Regions from separate parts of the Mus musculus genome. Here region 2 is linked to region 1. The links are chromatin contacts, called in public HiChIP or PLAC-seq maps. All regions are on one chromosome and are shown on one strand. Each heading gives the region's core, a stretch centred on a gene start, on an enhancer-like site or on the middle of the called end of the contact. The rest is flanking DNA. Distances are from core to core; before and after follow the strand shown.

Evidence for each region. HiChIP or PLAC-seq counts read pairs in DNA pulled down with a chosen protein or histone mark.
Region 2: a FOXA1 HiChIP or PLAC-seq map of pancreatic cancer cells shows a contact between it and region 1. The contact joins two enhancer-like sites. A contact is called at or near these places in 2 of 115 datasets of contacts at active chromatin or transcription factors (embryonic stem cells and pancreatic cancer cells).

The regions. Positions count from the first base shown.
Region 1 is chr15:27,504,840-27,509,268 of GRCm38.p6, reverse strand. All of the region lies in intron 1 of Ank (progressive ankylosis), which reads right to left. Among named protein-coding and RNA genes, the nearest start is that of Gm29901, 14 kb to the left of the region's middle. Within about 2 kb of position 2,623, at least 58 of the 459 cell types and tissues checked have an H3K27ac peak or open chromatin away from gene starts, as enhancers often do. A contact at or near this core is called in pancreatic cancer cells, where this site is marked.
Region 2 is chr15:27,928,195-27,932,477 of GRCm38.p6, reverse strand. All of the region lies in intron 1 of Trio (triple functional domain (PTPRF interacting)), which reads left to right. Among named protein-coding and RNA genes, the nearest start is that of Gm29975, 65 kb to the left of the region's middle. Within about 2 kb of position 1,612, at least 9 of the 459 cell types and tissues checked have an H3K27ac peak or open chromatin away from gene starts, as enhancers often do. A contact at or near this core is called in pancreatic cancer cells, where this site is marked.

The sequences.
Region 1 (4,429 bases), core at 1,374-3,873:
TTGGACTCCCGGACGTAAGACGCTTCCGCGGGGGAGGCGGTTTTCCCTGCCATCTGAGCAGAGTACTTCACACTTCAGAAATAGCACACAGCAGAGACACATGATGACCCTCCCCGGGGCCCATCTGCTCAGACATGGATTGAGCTATTATAAAACCCCTTTCCTGTGTCTAAAAAGGTGGCTGCCTTTACTTCTCACGCCAATTCGGTATGCACAGAGCACGGGTCCTGACCGCAACAGCGAAGGCTGCGCCGATTCAGGAAGTTCGCAGCCAGCCACAGGTCTCTGGGTGTATGAAAGGCATGGGAGCTACTTTTGCCCTTTACGCGTGCCCTCTGCCCCTGCCATTACGAGGGCCTAATGCTCTAATTAATTTGAGGTTATCTGGGCTTAGTCATACTAATCACTACATCGTATAACTTTACGGCATTGAGTAAAGCCTAAGCCAGATTTGCACACCTGGGATTGACTGTAGTTGTCGGCAAAGAGCAAAATACGAACTTTAGACCGGCACCCCTGCCTGGACAGTCCAACAGCAGAATCTACACTATTGATACTATAGCATGGGGAAATATATTTGGTTCATTTACTTTATTGGGCCTAAGTGCTTTAAAGGCATTTAAGCGCTAATGCATTTATCCCTAGGACACCAGGATGGGAGTGACCCTGTTTTAAAAAAAAAATGAACGAATAGCTATGCAAATGTTTCATGGCAGAAGAAGAATGCAGCATGGGGTTTGGGTAGGTGCCCATCCTACAAATGATCCTGCAACTGGGAGAATGATAGAAAATAAGTAGCTATTCTCTAGCAAATGACTTGAGCTTGTGGCCTCTGACATGCCAGGAGTCGTTTCCACATTTAAGCATTTAAGCATGCTCTTCCTCTGTGGTGCTGCCCGGATAAACAGCGGGCGGACAGGAACCCGCTGAACAAGTGGGTGGTATGCAGGAATATCTCACGCTGACCTAGAGTCAGCCGGGTGCTCAGACAGTGGAGCTGGGGCACTGGACAAAAAAAAAGGCTCTGAAAATACCTAGGCTGAAACCATCTGTCTGCAGAACCACCTTCCACCAAGGGTGTTCAGGTGAAATAGAAATAGGAAAACACTAAAGAGTGATAAAAGTGCAATTTCCCCAGACTTTTAAAATGCAGGTATGTATATGCTGTGTGGTATGTATGTTCACACGTGCACACACATGTTCAGTGTGCTGCGTGCATAGGTTAAAGGACAACTATGGGTCTCAAACTTTACCTCCAACCTAGTCAGAGACATGGTCTCTTGGTCAGTGCTGTGAAAGCCAGGTTAACTGGCCTGATCCACAGGCCTCTCTTTGCCATAGCAGATGGCTTTTTAACAGGGTTCTGGGGATTTGAACCCTGATCCTCATGCTTGTATGAAAAGCACTTTATCCGAACTCCAAGTCTGCTTCCTTTCTAGATTCCTTATTAGAAGCAAAGGAGGAGAAGGAAGAGTGGGGTTATCAAGTGCATCTAGCCTAGAAATGACGTCTGTTATAGACACACAACTCAGTTCAGCTTGGAAATCAAAGTCAAAACCGAACTAGAAGCCTAAAGGGCATTAGATACCAAATTGTCTCCCCCCACCCCCCCAGCCCCCAGGCAGTAATAGAGATATGAGAAGTAATTTCACTTTTAATCTTGAGATTAAGCTACATTTGAATCAAATAGGTCTGATAGTGCACGTCCACAGTAGTTCCAAACTGCAACTGCCCTTTATGCCAGAGAACCCAGACAAGATCCTTCCTTCCAGTGTGTGCAATGAGGAACTACCGGTATACTATAACATGGAAAGGGACGGTCATTTCCAAACCCCGTGAGTTAATAAATACAAAAAGAGCCGTGCAGCGTTGAGATCGGGTAATCCTTGATATGTTATAAAAGGCTCCTTGGCTCCTAAGAAGGCAGTCTCAAGTCCAAGGTCTGTTCTGAATTGCTGCTCCAGACAAGAACTGGCCCTGGATGCTTCTGTTTTCTTCCCCTGGCTCCTCAGCTTAGCCCGACAAAGATTAGATTAGCGTCCCAAGCCTCTAGTTTCTAACCATGAAAGCTGAGTACCCTCACCTCCACAACTCAGGGAAGGCTACGCTGAAAAACACAGGTGACAAAGAACACATGGGCAAAGCCCGGCATGGTGGGGCACGCCTGTACCGCAGCACTCAAAGGTGAGAGAGGAAGAGCGGTGTAAGCCTACATAATGAGCTGGAGGCCAACTGGAAGCTACAAGTAGAGACTCTGTCTCATCTCAAAGATGAACCTGGAGTGGGCAGGCATGTCATTAACAGCTGTCAGTCACAGGCACATAGACAGCTTGCCTGTTTCAGATGCTTCCATAAAGCCCAAACGGGAAACAGATGACCACAGAGCAAAGATCAAGGTGCTTTCCTTGTTTGGCTGCCATTATAGAGAAGGCCAAGCTGTCGGGTTGATTGTGGCAGGTGAGGCTGCAAACATCTAGGCTACCCTTAAGAGTCCTGTGGCTTGCTCTAAGAGCTCACGCAGATGCTGGCACACCAAGTCTACTGACTCAGCAATTCCAGCCACTCCGCTCACTGCCCTTTGTACACAGAGGGGCCCCATCCATCCGACCTCTATGGTAAATCTCAGTGCTTTCCAAACAGTTCTTAGCCCCCTGAATCTGTGGGACAGATCCTATCTGCACTGAGCTGACTCATCCTAAAGAAACGCCTGATTCAAAGGTCAGTCATCCTCAGGGGACTGACATATTTTTATCTTTTTTTTTTTCAAAAAATATTTGCACTTCAAATGCCAGTGCCATCAGGTTAATTAACATATGTGACCAGAATACTAACTGTAGGTCCATGTAAGAGACCTTAATTATTAACAGCAGAGGGTGAGACACTGAGGCCAATTGTGCAGACTGACTGAGAGTGCACTTGGTTAGCCTGATAAGCAAATGAGAGAAACCCAAATGATAAGGTCCACACTGGTAAGTGTTTTTCCATGCACATGAGGTTCATGCTTTCTGGGCAAACCACTCAGCCCATGACAAACTAACTAAGGTGCTGTTCTGGGCAGCACCAACAGCCTGTAGTGTCAGTTCTCCCCTATGTCTGGATTTAGTCTATATAGAAAACAGAAGGCAAGTAAGTTTACTTTTCTCTAGCCTGCTAGCTGGCTGATGAAAGGCTCAGAGGCCCAGAACATAGCAGAACTGTTCAGGGGGATTAAAAACCCTGGATGTATGTGTGGGGCCCTGTCACTTCATGGACAAGAGCTGTGGCACAAATGAGAAAGACAAATGGTAAGAGGTAAGCATTGTGTGCTCCGCCAGGATACACATAGATCTACAGAGTCCCTGTCGTTCCTCATTCCTTCCTTTATATGGGAAGAACATGACTTAAGTATATTTTAGTAACAGGAACACCTTTAACCTTGTGCCAGATATTCTAAATGTTTTCCATATGGTCACGAGCCTCATAACACATTTTCCTAGGGAAAAAGGCCTGCGTATGTAGAAGGCTGGGTGACACAATTCCTAGCTATATAGGAAGCTGTACTACCTAGGTGTGCCCAGGTACAAGCTGATGTCTGTACAATGACCACATCACCCAATGACACGTCCCAAAGAAGGTAACCTGACTGTAAAAGAAAGCATGGCCACAGCAAACTTTAAACTTTCTCCAGTCGGGAACCCAACAGTGGGCTCTCTGCCAGCTTCTGCTTCCATGTCATTTTCATCCCTTTTTCTTTTTTAGATTTACTTTTAGTATTATTTTTAATGGTGGGTAGGTGTATGTATTTGCATGTGAGTACGCAAATGTGAGTTAAGGTTCCCGCAGACAGAATAGACCGTTTGGATCCACTAGAGCTGGAGTCACAGCCGGTTGTGAACTGCCTGACATGGGTGCTGGGAACTGAACTCAAGTCCTCTGGAAGAACAACAAGTGCTCTTCAGAGCTGACACAGCTCCCCCATCACCTTTCTCCTCCGCGCTCCCACACCTGCTCAAGGTCTCCCGAGTTGGACATCACACTGCCAATTCCATCCTCGGTCACACTGGTGCCTTTCAGCAGGATCGGGCCTCATCACTTTGATCACACTCACGTGAAATATAGACACTAAAATTCAGGTGGGACGATCGCAGTGGAACTGAAGCATTTTTAAAGACTGTTTCTGGCTCTTTATAAATGGCCAGCGAGTATTTAAATACTAACGGAGGGTGGAGAGCGGTTAAGAGTGCTTGTTGCTCTTTCAGAGGACCTGGTCTTGGACCCAGCACCCACATAGTAGCTCACAAAACAAAGAAAACTTTTGCTTTGTTTGTAACTACCTTTGTAACTATGGTCCCAGGGGGTTAATGCCTTCATCATATGACTGCCATCATATGACCTGTGGTACACATATATACATGCAGGTAAAATGCTCAAACACATAAAACAAAGCAAT
Region 2 (4,283 bases), core at 363-2,862, 420 kb before region 1:
GGATATCCGGGTTTCAGTCAGATGGGGATGATCAAATACAAAAACCCAGTGTAGAGTTTGGGACCTAGGAGAGAGTTCAGATCAATTTATAAGACATTCATTAACCAGCTCGCTTTTTGGTTGTTTGTTTCTTTTTAAAAAGATATTTTAGTAAAGGGCAAGAAATAGTTACATCCATGGAAAGTGACTTCTCTTACAGATGGGACAAACTTTAGAAAAGAAGTAGAGAGGAACTTGAGAATAGGAGCATGGATTTCACCCTCTGCCCAGAAGTGCTCTGGCAACGAGCTCCGGAGACACAGCCAGGGCTGTTCACTGCAGTGCGTTTTTAATAACAGGATTGGGCGACAGCTCAGTTTGCAGCGACGTTCCCGAGCAGGTGCTGGACTACAGTGACGTCACATGGAAAATGAAGCTCAGCACAAGGGTGGGTCAAGGCAAGCTTCGGGCGGATGGACACAGTGTGACTGCACACTTGAAAAGATGAAAGATCTGCCGAGAAAAGCACGATGAGTGCTTATCTGAAAAGTCAATGCAGGCTTAGTCTAGAGCCAGTGGCCAGGGGGTAGGGGTGGGGGTGGGGTGGGGTTCTGGGGTATTGGCTGGGCTAGCGATCGTAAACAAGGTGGGGCTGCAGACGTGTGCACGTGACACATACATGCACATATGCCTTCATGTATGAACAACACTCTGGTGCTCCTACACGGCCAGGGTCCATGGCGGACAAAAAGACTAACAGCAATTGACTTGAAAGCCCTTCTGTTTTACTATTAAGTAAGTAATCGAGTAATCAGAGCTCCAGGGCTCGGAGCGTTCATTTGCTACATAAAATAGCAACCCCTTGTCCTTCCCGTTTTAAGGTTTAGAAGGTTGCATAACAGCCGGGCGTGGTGGCGCACGCCTTTAATCCCAGCACTTGGGAGACAACGGCAGGTGAATTTCAGAATTTGAGGCCAGCCTGGTCTACAGAGTGAGTTCCAGGACAGCCAGGGCTACACAGAGAAACCCTGTCTCGAAAAAACAAAACAAAACAAAAAACCAAAAAAACAAAACAAAAAAGAAAAAAAAGAAGGTTGCATAGTGTTTTTGGTTGCAAAGTTGACTGATGTCATGCCACCAGCTTCCATGATGCCTCCTGGTCTGACTTTCAAGAAGAACTTAGTTTGTTTACCCACCACTTTAAGGGATTGTTTTCTGATGAGTGCTGTCTGTAGAGTGGGCCAAGGGCGTGATGTGGAAGCCAAGTATACCACAGGCATCATTAGATTTGCTCAGCAGAGTGAAGCCAAGGGTAGGGAAGAGCTTGCTCGTGTTTGATTATCTATTAAAGGTGGACCATAAAGGGAAACTGAGTCAAACAAGCCCACGGAGGCCTCCCTGCTTCCTGGATGTCATAGCCAGGTAAAAGCTTTTTTGGTGGTGGTAGTGGGTTGTCCATCTCTCCATCTTCAAGGAGGAGTGGAGTTCCTGACACTAGTGCTTATAAGCTCCTGTGAGAGGCAATGAAGAGAGATCAGAGATAGGCGGCGACCTAGGCTCACCTTTCATTTCCTGTTGTATCTGTCATGTTGTGCCATGGAAAGAGGCAGGAAGCTGAGGATGCCCTGGTGCGGGTGATGGGTGGGGAGGGATGCTTCTAAGGAGTTCTCCTGTTGAAATTGCCTCATGCGTTGCTAGGTAATTTATAGTCAGTCTCAAAAGGGAATGCCCAAGGTTAATGTACCATGACTGTGTTGATTTCTAAAATACATCTTTCATGGGGAATGGGTGGCCTTCAACAGTGGCTTGTCTCAGACCTTGCTTTTCCTTTGTAAGTAATAATCCCTTGCCTTCTCCAACACTAACCTCAGGTGAGTGAGCACAAGGTTCCTCAGACCAGCCTCTTAAAGCAGGGTTGGCATCCAAAAGTGAGACCTTCCTCAGATCCGCTGCTGATGGTGGGGCTGAGTGGGCCTGGGAGCTGCAGTCCTGGGAGCAGGAGCCCTGGAGATTATTTTCAGAGACCCTTATTGAGGTGAAATCTGGACTCTTGACTTTGCCAGAAGAATGTCAGGGCCTGTCAGTGTGAAGCAGACTTGGGCTTTGTAAGATGTTTTGACATAGGTAAAGCATGAGCAGTTTGTGCTGTGGTGTGTGTGTGTGTGTGTGTGTGTGTGTGTGTGTGTGGTCTTTGAGGAAGGAAAGTACCTATAAGTGTATGTGTGCTTCACAAGAGAGCTGCATGTAATTGTCTCAAGAGTTGCCATTTGGTGATTTATTTTTTGAAGTTACCCCTCAAAAGGTTGCTAAGAACTTTGATCTTTTTTCTTTTTAGTTTTTGGTAAATAAGGCTGTAAGATATTTCCTAAGGTTATTGGGTAGTTTATTAACAGGCTGATAAAACCACAGATCATAGGGGTTAAACAATGAGTAAGACTTTTTTTTTCCTTCTGCAAATGAAATTTATAGTCTTGTTTATGAGATTCCCAGAAAATTGCAGATGTATAGGTGGGGAAGGAGTGAAGGGAGACGAGACATGTCTCTGTATGGAAGTAAAAGTAATTCTGTATTGGTGAATTTATAGTAGATTTGTTAATGTGGCTAGAATTCTTCACTCAGAGTTGTCAAGAAGCCTCAACCAGACTGTAGGGTTAGAAACCTTACAGCGGTTCTCAACCTTCCGCATGCTGCAACCCTATCATAGAGTTGCTCATGTTGTGGTGACCCCCAGCCATAAATTTATCTTCATTGCTACTTTATAACTGTAATTTTGCTACTGTTATAAATCATAATATAAAATCTGATATGCAGGATATCTGAGGTGTAGGAAATGTCAAGATAGCTGTGAAAGGTTCAGGGTCTTGCTCCACAGGTTGAGAACCAATGTCTTATGTCCTTTCGTTTCATCCTCTCTCGGAACCATCCTTCTGTCTGTCCATCTGTCTCTCTATCTATCGCCCATTACACCCAGCCTGGTGGGAGGTGAAGCCATCTCAGGCTCCCCATTTCACATGGAAAGTGTGGGAAACTTAGCCTCTGCCAGTGTTCCCCAGGGTGGCAGGCAGCTGACCCAGACAGCTTCGTCCCTGAGCCCTGCCTCGAAGGAGATACTAACTTTGAACTGTGGTGTTGCTTTGAGGTACACATAAAACTTCAGTGCTACTCACCTCTGCCCACCACGTTGTCGGAACCCTACTTGACCCCCTCTCCCCATCTGTTCTTCAGGCAGTAACTTATAACCTCTAGATGCAGCACCTGGAGCAGGGAGCTGCTGAGGAGGTCTTGCTTGGTGTAGGGCCTGATACAAAGCTGTAGAAGGGGAGAGCTACCAAGTGAGTGGGTGTCCATGCCACACCCACTTAAATGCCCCTTCAGTGTTCCCACTTCTTTCATTCATACTAAGTTTAGTTTGCAAAAGGATTCCTTATGCTTTTGGTAGAAAAGATTCTGATGGTGACATGTTCCGCTGTAAGTGACAGTGTTTAGGAGAAGAAACGAGGAAAACAGAATTACCACCCCATAGCATGCCGCTCTGCTGAGCTGCAAACAGCTGAATTCTCTCTCTCTGCCCCGACCCCCACCTCCAGTGTCTTGAAAGGGACCTATGACAAGCGGGAAGAGACGTCTGTGTGGCCTCAGCATGAGGGTCAGTGGCCACAACCACCAGAAGCCTCTGTCCTTTCTTAGTGCCCAGCTGGAGTAGTAAGAGAACATCCCACCATTAGAGCTCTTCCTTGGTAACTTAGCCATACTCTCTCAAGTCAGGACAGTTACCACAACTGCCCAGAGTCTAGCCCTGCTCTGAGGGGGCCGCAGAGCACCATGGGCAAGCTTGTGTGGAGCCTGTCCTGGCTTTGACTTACTAAGTTCCAGCATCCCCAGAGAGTCTAGGAAGGTGATGCACTGTGGGCAGGATGGTCATATCCCAAGGCTTACCTGAGTCCTCAGGCAAAGGATGCTTAGAGTCGCACCCCTCCTCTCCTCCCATCTCTGCTGGCCTTTGCACCCAGCATGCATCTTCCTTTGGACCAGTGAAGATGCTTCATGATACCAAGAGGGAGGCCAGTTCTTCCACATGTGGTCCACTCTTATGCAAAGGAAGATAGCTCAGTGGATGAAGTCTTGCCCCTCAGTGTAAGGACTAGCCGTAATAAGATACCTGGTATCCACATGAATACTGATGGCCATGAAGGGATTCCCTGGGGCAGGTCACTAGGTTAGGGTAACCAGGAGAATGTTGTGTTCAAGTGTGAGACCCTGCCTCAATGTATACTGTGGAGAGCAGTCAATGAAGGCAGTTATTT